3 separate regions of the Mus musculus genome follow, and regions 1 and 2 are each linked to region 3. A link is a contact called in public HiChIP or PLAC-seq data. All regions are on one chromosome and are shown on one strand. Each heading gives the region's core, a stretch centred on a gene start, on an enhancer-like site or on the middle of the called end of the contact. The rest is flanking DNA. Distances are from core to core; before and after follow the strand shown. Region 1 overlaps Col15a1 (collagen, type XV, alpha 1). Region 2 has its middle 12 kb from the start of Gm52732. Region 3 holds the start of Coro2a (coronin, actin binding protein 2A).

Region 1 (3,587 bases), core at 424-2,923, 690 kb after region 3:
CTTCTAGGGACCCAAAGGACCACCAGGACACAAAGGAGAGTTTGGCCTCCCAGGACGACCTGTAGGTATCAGTGTTCCCCAGACTAAAAGATGGGGCATGTGGTGGCAAAGCTGACCCACAGCAAGAGCTCACTAAGGCATCTTGTGTGTATCTCAGGGTCGCCCAGGACTGAATGGCCTCAAGGGTGCCAAAGGAGATCGAGGGGTCACGCTGCCTGTGAGTACCATGGCTACTTCTGCACCTCATGCCCTGGGGCTGCAGTGCAGACGAGATCCTGTTAGAGTGTCCAGTACCTCGAAGTTCAATGAGTGGGGCCTGCAGAATGTGTGCTCAGGGAAGCTTTCTTTCTTCCTCCATTGCTTCCAGAGGTGCACACACTCAGCCCCGCTCCCCCCCATCTCACTCTCAGGAGGGTCCTGTGTCCCACCTAGACCATTCCCATGCTGAAGAGTGTCAGTCTCCCCAATGCAGACACCAGACAGAAAGGAGAAGGAAAGAAAAGGGGTTCTATGCATCCTGTGTCCCCCCTCCTTGCTCCCACACACGGCCCAGGAATGCAGATCTTAACGGAGCATTGCTCCGGGAACCAGAATCTGGGTTCCAATTTCAGTTCTCTGTGAGCTGCTGTGTGGCTCTGAGCAGGTTGTATCCCTTCTCTGGGCCTCATTATTTGTGGGTGTCAGCCAGGACGGCATAGCTGTCCAGCTGTCTCCCGCATGCTTTACCAACCCTTTTCAGTATGCCCCAGATGAGGGAGTGCTCTGGAAGCTACTCCCTCCCAGCTTCCAGCTCAGAGTGTGTAGCAAATGCTGTAGCTGCCTCCCACATCCTTAAACACAGCAGCGGCTTTTCTTTTCTTCCTTCAGGGTCCACCTGGCCTACCTGGACCCCCAGGGCCCCCAGGGCCCCCTGGAGCTGTGGTTAACATCAAAGGCGTAAGTTAGGATGGGGTTGGGAGAAGCTTTCCTGGGGACCCTGCAGTGAGCACCAGATTGGCCTCAGCTGGTGCTAGGTTTCCTGATGCCTTCACCCCTCATATTCTCTTTCCACAGGCTGTTTTTCCAATACCTGCCCGGCCACACTGCAAAACACCAGTAAGTAACTCTCATGTCTTCATGCAGCAGGCTAAGTACCAGTGCCTGTTTTAGGAAACGGATCCATCTTGCCTTGGGCACTTTTCCATTCCTGTATGTCTACTCTCTGATATCATCTATCTACATATAGGCCCTTAAAGATCTAGAAGTTTCTAGATAATAGACCCTGGTAATGAAATACCACACACTGGCTTATTTTAACAGTGAGTCGTCTATTAGTAAAACAAACATTTGGCCTCAGGGGCGGAAGAAGCATAAAATTGCAAAATAGACTCCTTCTTAACTAAAAGAAGTGACCGGAACTCGTGGCCTCTGAGCTGGGAACTGGGGGTTAAAATTTGTAACTACTCAGTTCCATCCTCCTCAAAGATTGAGTTACCCAAGAGGCAAGCGTTATCTCTCCCAGTTATCATGGGAAGACAGCTACCCACAGAAGCTCTTTGGTTAGCCCAAGGTCACGGAGCATGGGGCAGCTGGGACCACAGCTCAGATCTCCTGGTGACCAGGAAGCAGGTGCAGGCACTGTGATCCTTGCCCAGCCTCCCCCTCCCCCAGGCAGTTGGCAGTACCGTCTGTAGGATTTTGCCAGTATCATAGGGAGACATTTATTTCTGTGAGGAAACACGGGGACAAGGCATGAGTCATGGATCTGTGCGCAATCATTCTCTCATTCTTTCAGTAAATATTTACTGAGCTCTCCCCAGTGCCAAGGACTCTTGCTAGGCCCCGGGGGGAACACAGGAATGACCTAGACAGACGTGGTCTCTGCTTTCTGGAGTTTGCAGATGATCATTTCAAAATATTCTTTGAAGTGGGCTTATACTGATTCCCGTGGGAATGGGAATGCTGCTGGTCGCTGATGCCTCTAACTGATGCAGGCCGGCTGGCTGTGTATTGGCCTAGGCCTATGTCCAAATCTGACCTTTGAGGCGTCCATGTGGGCAGCCCACGGTCCAAGCATGCTAGCCTGGAAGGCAGAGCGCGGGATCCCCCAGGGGACAGGGCTGAAGCTCCAAGTGAGCCCAACAGCAGCACCAAGGGCGTGTTTATCCAGATAACTGTAGCGAGGCATCTGCTGCAAGTGCAGCTTCTGGAGATACCCCAAGAAAACACTGCATCTCCTCATACAAGGGCAGAGGCTGCCTAGGTCCCACTGTTTCCCAGAGCTCAAGGTCCCTCCTCTCAACACAGAGCCCCACCTCCTTACTACCTCCCACAAACAATCCCAACACACCAAGTATGAGACAGAAGACCACAAACTTTAGACTGTTGTGGGAATGATACTGCAGTTGTACAACCTGTAGTGGAACCCTGTGTGGTATCTACACTCGGGGGATGGTGGGGCAGTTATGGAGTGACTTAAACTCAATGCCAGGCTCAACGTGTTTTGTCTTGTTTTAATTTCCTGTGGCATACTGGGACACCGTAGCGTTTGGAGGCATGGGTGTTTCCTACGAGGCCCTCAAAGTAGACATTATCAAACAGAAACACACCCAGCACTTCGCAAGCATCTTCCAGTTTCATCAGTTTAACATCATGACAGTTTATATACTCCTACCACCTTGCTTAACCACTTGTAAAGGTCGTCCTTAGATTTTCTTTCTGGAAGGTTCCTTCCTCTTCCCAATATCTTTTCATGATGACCCCTAAGCAGCTTGCAATCCCCACTTACAAGCACAGAAAGATCCCAGATCTAGGTGGAGCATCTTCTGGGGAAAGATGGAGGCAGAGTGAGATGGTTACCTTTAATTGTCAACATAGAACAAATCAAATTGGCCGAGAAAAGAGTCTCAATAAGGAGTTGTCTAGATCAGGTTGGCCTGGAATTATCTAGATTACCTAAGCCAAGACAGGAAAACCTGCCCACTATACTAGACACCATACCCTAGGCAAGAGATTCTAAGCTGCCTAAGAGTGGAGAAAGTGAGCTGACATTCACGTGCATACATTAATTCATTGCTCTCTGCTCTTGACTGTGGATTTAATGTGACTAACTGCTTCCATGCAGTGCTGCCTTGACTTCACAGCAGTGATGGACTGTAACCTGGAGTTGTAAACCAAATAAACCCTTTCTCCCACAAGTTGCTTTCGCTAGGGTTTCCAATCACAGTAACAAGGAATGAAGCTAAGACAGTTGAACAGTGTTATCCAGAACTGCTTGGATTCCAGACCCCTGTCACCTAATGAAGAGTCCATAAAAGCCCCTCCAATCTAATGACAACCCTGCTATTTGTCACTGCCACTGCTGCCTGACCTGTGCCTTATGCCTGTCTCTGATTACACTCAGTAGCAAAGCAGACGATTGGCCCAGCTTCAGAACTTGCTCAGAGCTGGCTTGGACACTTGGCCTCACATGTGAGCCAATCCTAATTGATAAGAAAGGAGGCCAAGACACTCAGCATTGGCTGCACTCACGAATGCAGTCTGGAAGCCTTGTGTTTCCCTTCTGCTTAGATTTTTGGCCAGAAATCTCAATGCTGTGTGCTCGAGGC
Region 2 (3,537 bases), core at 710-3,209, 710 kb after region 3:
CTGCTTCACTCAGTAAAAGTTTATCATCGGTAAACGAGGTCCCCAGCTCTGCAAAGTGGGTACATTCTAAACCTCTACTTTACAAATGAAGAAAAAATGCAAGTGGAGGCTCGGCTCCTTCCTGGGTCCAGTCATGTGGCTGGCACGTGCAGGGCTGGCTTCAGGCTCAGGCCCAAAGTCCTCTCAAGGCACCACTGGATATGGATGCCTGTTGGTTCCATCTCCACTCCAAGTGCATGATTCTGGAAACATCATCAGTAGGCAAGAAGCATGCTGAGCTATTTCTTCCCATTCAGTGGGGACTGGCCCAGAAAGTCATCGGAGTGACTGCATCCTCCTAAGTCCTTGAAGTAGGAAGGAAATTCAGAACAAAACCAAAACAATATAAAACAAAACAACCCAGACCGTCCACTTCAAAATCCACAGCAGGAAGAGCATAGAATCTTTCTAATGAGTCAGAAACAGAAATGGCTACAGGGGAAAGTCCCAGTGGTAGATGGCTGGGGACAGATCCAGTGCTAAGTTACAGGTGGGGAGTTCTTGGCATGGGCACAGTGGCACGAGGAAGAGGACAGGAGGGTGCTGAGTCAGGAAGTATAGATGTCACCCACACCAGTCAGAGCCCACCAGAACAGAGACCATAGAAAGGACACGGTGGAGCAGAGCTGAGGGAAGCCAGGAAGAGAGATGCCCACTTCTCCTGACCCTAGGAGAGGGTGGTGAGACTTTCCCCCTCTGCATGCCCTGGAGGACCTACGTTCACAGACAAGAGTCAACTACAGCTACGTGCACTCTGACCAATCATTCCAATCCTGTGCTTGGCATTCAAGAGACTTCACTGAGTGTTTGCCTTGCTAATCTTTCCTGTCCCATGCCAAAATCTACCTGTCTGGTCTTTCACAGGGTCTCTTAGGCAAACCACATAGACTCTTCTGATGGGCCACGTCATGTCCTGTACCATCTTAGCAAAGCCTTAATCATTGTCTCTTCCTTCCCACAACACTGCTGTGACATCCCCTAGGCTGACATACCTGGTGTCATACCCCTCTCACTGGCTACCTGGCATACTTCACACCTGAAATATAACACTCAGCTAGCTAAAACATAGTGGCTGAAGGGTCTCCAAGCCTTCACTACGCATTGGCCTGGACGACTTGGGGGTACTAGAAGGCTGTTAAGCCAACCCTCACCCAGGCCAAACACAGGAAGGAATATGTAGGTATGTATGGCTATAACCTCTATAAGCTGGAGGGCTTTGAGGGTGCTCTGTGTCTGTATCAAAGACCTTCAGGTCTTAAGCTTGTGGCTTCAACCTTCCTGGATCTTCCATCCAGCAATATAACCAGAGCAAGAGAAACGGCTGCCAACCCACGTAGGAGAGGGGGCCGATCTTATGAGGACAACAGCTTGGGAAGAACAGAATAGCAAATGAGCGGAGCAGCTCAGGGGGTGGGAAGGTAGGGGTGGGGATGGCGGTGGGAGGGTGTGCGGGTATGGGTGGGGATGTGGGGTGGTGGTGGTGGTGGGGAAGAGTCTGGTGTGACTCCATGATATGGCCTGAAACAGACCTGGTAAGATGAAAAAACTGGGTCACAGGAACTACCCTCAGGTCTCCAGTGTCCTCTGGATCCCTTGGCTGAGGGCTGTCATCTGTACGTGAACAGGATAGAAGCAGAATTGTGGGAACTGTCAACAGCCTAGTATCGTGGCTGAGTATTAGTTAAGGTTCAGAAAAATAAAGAGTAAAAATAAAAAGAGGAATGAGTTTGTTCATGAGAACAAGAAGTGGGACAGGAGTACAGACTTAATGTGGTAATGTCACACTTGGGTTAAGGTCATCTTCCCATCTGGCTGTCTGGCTGGCAGGCTGACTTCTGCTTTTCTCTGTGTATGTCTCCTTCCTTTCAACCAAAGACAAGCTGCCTTCGTGGGTCAGGGTGCAGACAGCTTCAGACCTGCATTGCTCTCTGTTAACCAAGAGCTCACACCCACAGAGGGAAGGGGAGGCTTCCTCTCCCCATGGGGGTTACGTCAGTTCCTAAAAATGACCACCACTGGCCTCACTTGAGTTGTGTGTCCAGTGTCCAGGGCTGTGATGGGCAGCCTCACCAGAGAGGAGACTTGCAGGAGAAAACAAAACTTCCTCCATCCAAAATGCCTAAGGTCTCTGAAATGACCAGAACACTGAAAAGATTAAAACACAGATTCATCCTGGCCAGCAAGAGGGATGGGATGGTGTGGGCAGGCAGGCAGAAGTGAGCTCACGTCAGCTTGGAGTTCTACAGTAAAGCATCTAAACTTTATCTTACAATGAATGGGCAGGCACATCGGGAAGATCTGAAGCGCTGGATGGGATTGGCTCTGGGTTGGTTAGTTTGCTCATTCACTCAGAAGTCTCTGGGATACTCATCTTTTTTCTCCTGATCATGTTTCATTGTGGAGACACAAACATAAATAAATGGTGGCTCCTTTTTCAAGTCCACCAACCCCTTCCATTTTTTTTTAAATCATTTTTAAGTTTCCTTTCTCCAACTCCTTTCATGACCCCTTCCAATTCCTGGCCTCCTCCTCTTTAACTGTTATCCTGTGCATAAATATATAAATACAACCTGACCAAGACAACTCTAAATGCCACAGACTGTTCTGAATTCCATGCACATCCCTCGGCACTCAGGAACTCTCCAGTCAAGACAAATGCATTGTCCCAGTCTCCCTTAACCTAGTAGCAAGAGAGAGACTTTTCCAGCTGCTTCTGAGCTCTGAGTCACCAGGAAAGCACTGAGTCTCTTCAAAGCCTTTTCTAGCCAGTAATAGGTTTCCCTGTCTTGACTTCTGTCGGGTCCTCTAATTCGTGTGGCAGTCAAATGCTGGAGAGTTCTTTGCCTCTGAATTTTGGCTCTGCCGCTTGCTGTCCACGTCATCACTGGCGAGTTTTCCAAGTCAAGCTGAGCATCATCCCTGCATTTAATCCTTCCCTGCAACTAACTCAGTGTTTTCCTTTGACAAATAGGGAATCACTGAAAGTGCTCCTCATTGGATGAGCTTACTTGTAGTGTTGGAAGTGATGTTTTAGCACTTCGGTGTGCCTGCCATTCTTCGCCTGGCCAGGTGTAACCAGGAGGAGCCGAGCTTTCTTCCCCATGCTGTGCTAGATGCTATCTCCCAATCCACATAGCTTTTCCAGCCATCTTCAAGCCCAGGACTGATTCCCCATGTCCTCCCTGGTACAACCCTGACTGTTGCTAGTGAGTATCCGCTTTCCCCACATACTCTGGCTGCCCTGCTTTCCACTCCTTTTTCCAAACTCTGGCAACTAAAATGCTTTTTATCATCTTACTTAGTAAGAGCTCAGTCCTGAGACTAGGGGTAGATCCCTTTGGGTTAGCAGGGACACAGTGTGAAGTAGACTTCCTATCTCCTGCATGAGCCTGGCCAGTGTGCCGAGTTCTAAAAAGGACCCAGAACTCTGGTATAAAGAAACTTCTTTTTTCTTCTTTTAGGCTTGCTCTCCCTCTCAGTGAATGACACAACCATCTA
Region 3 (3,649 bases), core at 563-3,062:
TCCTGGGACAGGTGATTATATGCCCATAGAATACGAGCGTTGGATGAGATAGACGGTTTCTAGACTGCCCCTAGAATAAGGGCCTGGGATGAGATGGTTTCTAGAGACCCTTTCAGGTCAGAGAATCCACAACTCCACAGTACATTTTTAAAGTTCGGGATGACTTTGTAATAATCAGGACCTGCCTGCTCATGCGCCATCACTGTAGCCTCCCAGATCACAAACGTTCCCAATGACAGGGGACTCAGGTGGTACTTAGGCTTTCGAGCTGGCGCTGGGCTCTGGCAGCCACACTTATACTTAGTCTCCCTTTATGAGGGGATAATAACACTCATTTGCAGCGAAGCTCCAGGTTGGGGCCACAGGGCAAGGTCCCCTGCCACACTGCTTTGGCCCTGGCAACGCACAGCACCCTATGATGCCCACCCAGCCCTCTGCCTGTACACTTAGATGACGTAGGGCTCACTACCGGCGCTGGCCTGGGGAAAGGGAAGGGTCTCCTCTTTTAGCCTTAAGAAAGTCCTTGGGTGAGGGAGAGGGAGACAGGCGATCAGGAGGTGCTGAGCCTGTTCCTTAGTGGGGACAGATGTCAGGAAATGAGGCAGAAGTGTCCAGAGATGGGCTTAAGCCTTTCTCTCCCTCCACATCCCTCAAGAGATGTCTGGAGGCGAGGGACGTGTAAGGACACATTCCTGTGCTGAGGCACAGGTGGTTATGAACAAGTCCCTGGAGCATTCGCAGAAGAGCAGGCTCTGAGACAGAAGGGCCACATGCTAGCTAAGGGACACTATCAGGATTGCAGCCACAGTGGGACCAGATTCCCCAGTTTCGCTAGTGAGAGTCCCCATCTCGAGAAGAATGCAACATAAGACCTTCATCAAAAGGCATCTTATAGAACTTCCCAGCCCTACACCAGAGGTCTTTAAAGATCCTGGAGTCACTGCACCCCTAGATACATGCTCAGTCCCCCAACCCCCGGAGACACTGTTTTCCTGGCAAGTGGACTGAGGACCGAGTGTGGTAGTACCAACCCTGTCCCACCAGGCTGGTACGCAGAACTGGGCTCCGGCAGCTGGCCAGGGCGCGGACCAGGACGTCCTTCTCCATTGCCCGAATGCAGGTGGGTGTTTGCTCGGCTCGGGTCCAGGCAGGTCTGAGGCTGAGATCTGGCCATTGCCAGCGCGGGGCTCCTCCTCCAGCTCCAGGCGATGAGCCTGGTCTGGGTAGCAGACTGCTCGCCCCACCCGCGCGCCCAGGTCGCCTCGGCAGGGACTCAGGGATGCTTCCTCCTCCACCGTTTCCCGGGACTGGAAGCTGAGGCCCCCGCGGGTAACCCAGCCAGGACAGGAACAATCACGACTCGGGTCCACGGGGCACCTGGGCCACACCGGGGCCTGTCGAGACTGGCTGCCGCGCCCAGGGCGGGCCGCTCACCGCCGCAAGAGGCGCGGGCGGTAAGGACTGGCCCCTAACCTCTGGAGCGCGAACCTGGGGGTCGCTGCTCCTAGTCACCCACTGAGGGAGCGGCCGCACCAGTATCCCGATGGGGAAACTGAGGACTGGAGCGGGGCAGAGCTTTGTGTGAGATCGTGCGGGGGTCTGGAGGATAGGTCTCCGCGACGCCGGGGACAGCATCCCTCCCGCCACAGAGCCGCAGCCCGGGCGCAGCGAGCGTCCCGCCCGGCCCGGTCCCACCCTACCTTGTTGGCTGCCGCGCAGGTGGCGGCGGCGGCGGCTCCGGCTCCCGCTCCGCGCTTCGCGCCGCCCGCCGAGTCCCCGCGCCCAGTGCCGCCGCCTCCCCGCGCAGCCCGGCGGGCGGGACCGGGCCGGGCGGGGTCGGGGCGGGGCGGGACGGAGAGGCCCCGCCTGTGCGCCGCCCGTCGCCCGCAGCTCGGTTCCCGTCCCGCGTGCACACACTCTCGCCTCCGACACGCTCTCGCCGCAGGCTTTGGGTGGGACTCGGGTCCCGAACCTCAGTTTCCCCTTGCTGAGATGGAGACTGTCATCGCGCCTGCCTCCCAGATGGCTCGAAGCTGGATCCCGCAGCGAGCGCCGGGACCGCAGCTCTGCAGGCGGCGGGAGAACTGGAGAGCGGAGGGCGGCTGCGCATCCGGGAGATCCTTCCCACTGCTGCCATTAGGGGGCGCTGCGTCCAAGCCGCTCCCTCTTTCAGCCGGGTGCTCACTGAATATGGAAGATAGGACGTCATATCTTTCATAATAACCACGCCACACCACCTGTCTTGGAAAGTGTTCTTCGTGTCTTGTAGTGATGTGTTTGGTGGGGGGCGGGGGGGAGGAGGGAGACTAGCACTGTACCTGGCACAAAGTAGGTATTGTATATATTGTTAACTAAGAACACAATTTATTACATTTGATCTACCAACGCCTTCAATGTAGTCATAATACTCCCATTTCATAGACAAGAAGTTGAGACTTTAGCTGAGTTCTTGGTAGGCTCTATAACAAATTTAATGTGTGTGTGTGTATGATTTGTGATGGTGGGATTGAACATTAGGACCGTGCATATGCTTGCCAGGCAAGTATTCTACCTTTGAGCTACACTGTGAGACCTCTCCTCTTTTTCTGAAACAAGAGTTCACTAAATTGCTTAGGTTGGCTTTGAACTAGCCATCTTCCTCCCTCAGCCTCTAGGAGCTGGGATTGTAGGACTACACCACCACACTCAGCTCTGGTGAGTCCTTGATCACTTTAGAACAGCAGTCGCTAAAGCCTTCCTCTAGTTCCTGCTGAACCACAGGGCCCTGGGCCGGTTTTCTTCCTAGAGCTGTGGGTTTCCCACGTCTGAATTCCCCCTGCATCCCGCTTGGAGCTGCACTGGCAGAAGCACACAGCGCACAACCGCAGCAGTTGGACCTTTGCCCTCAAGGGTCCATGGTAATCTAAAACATTTTTGTCACTTTTTAACGAGTGTGTGTGTGTGTGTGTGTGTGTGTGTGTGTGTGTGCAAACTTTCAGAAGTTAGTTCTTTCCTTTCATCTTATTTCTGCAATGCTACATATTCCTGGCTGACTGTCCCTGAGCTATCGGGCAATATATCAGATGCCTCCCATCTCCAAGTAGGAGGGCTGCATTCAGCTTTTTACATGGTTCCTGGGGACAGGTCTCAGGCTGCCTGGCTCCTGAGACAGCACTATCACCCTCTTAGGCATTTTACCAGCCCATTTATTAATTTTTTTAAGGAGGGTCCCACATAGCCCAGGTCGGTCTTAGACTGTCTATGAACTAAGAAGAACCCATGAACTCATTCTCCTGTCTACCTCCTAAAGGCTGGGGCCACCATGCCAGGCCCACCACAGTGTTTCTGACTTGGCTTTACCCTGGAGCAGGCTGACTCATCTGGATGCCCCAACACAGTAAAGGCGGAGGCTAGGGTCTGGTGGTCCTCTCTCTCTCAGCATCATTCCCAAGCTCCCGCTCGCATCATCTCCTTTGGAAGGTCTCTTTCAAAATCATCTTAAAAGAAACTCTTTTTTCATGGTGCCAGGCCAGTTGTCTGTTGGGACAGGCTTGTTTGACAGGATTATCTGGGGGACTGTGGGCACGTGGACCCGTAAATCAGAGGGGAGACCTGGAACCTGGCATGCCTCTTCTGTGTCTGGGGAGGGGCTTTCCCTGTGTCCTCTTAC

What was found. HiChIP or PLAC-seq counts read pairs in DNA pulled down with a chosen protein or histone mark.
Region 1: an H3K27ac HiChIP or PLAC-seq map of T-cell acute lymphoblastic leukemia shows a contact between it and region 3, with 2.3 times the contacts expected there. The contact joins the enhancer-like site here to the promoter of Coro2a in region 3. A contact is called at or near these places in 1 of 39 promoter capture datasets (hippocampal neurons) and 4 of 115 datasets of contacts at active chromatin or transcription factors (T-cell acute lymphoblastic leukemia, bone marrow-derived macrophages, microglia and 1 more).
Region 2: a contact with region 3 is called in an H3K27ac HiChIP or PLAC-seq map of microglia, with 4 times the contacts expected there. The contact joins the enhancer-like site here to the promoter of Coro2a in region 3. A contact is called at or near these places in 4 of 115 datasets of contacts at active chromatin or transcription factors (T-cell acute lymphoblastic leukemia, bone marrow-derived macrophages, microglia and 1 more).

The regions. Positions count from the first base shown.
Region 1 is chr4:47,292,313-47,295,899 of GRCm38.p6, forward strand. It overlaps Col15a1 (collagen, type XV, alpha 1), which reads left to right. Exons shown (of 40, transcript NM_009928.3): 25 at 8-61; 26 at 158-217; 27 at 868-936; 28 at 1,054-1,095. It overlaps Gm52732 (a long non-coding RNA gene), which reads right to left. Exons shown (of 3, transcript XR_003955396.1): 3 at 1,444-3,587. Among named protein-coding and RNA genes, the nearest start is that of Gm52732, 9.1 kb to the right of the region's middle. Within about 2 kb of position 1,674, at least 147 of the 459 cell types and tissues checked have an H3K27ac peak or open chromatin away from gene starts, as enhancers often do. A contact at or near this core is called in T-cell acute lymphoblastic leukemia, bone marrow-derived macrophages, hippocampal neurons and 1 more, where this site is marked.
Region 2 is chr4:47,313,737-47,317,273 of GRCm38.p6, forward strand. No RefSeq gene overlaps it. Among named protein-coding and RNA genes, the nearest start is that of Gm52732, 12 kb to the left of the region's middle. Within about 2 kb of position 1,960, at least 104 of the 459 cell types and tissues checked have an H3K27ac peak or open chromatin away from gene starts, as enhancers often do. A contact at or near this core is called in bone marrow-derived macrophages and microglia, where this site is marked.
Region 3 is chr4:46,600,117-46,603,765 of GRCm38.p6, forward strand. Coro2a (coronin, actin binding protein 2A) reads right to left here and starts at 1,813. Exons shown (of 12, transcript NM_001164804.1): 1 at 1,701-1,813.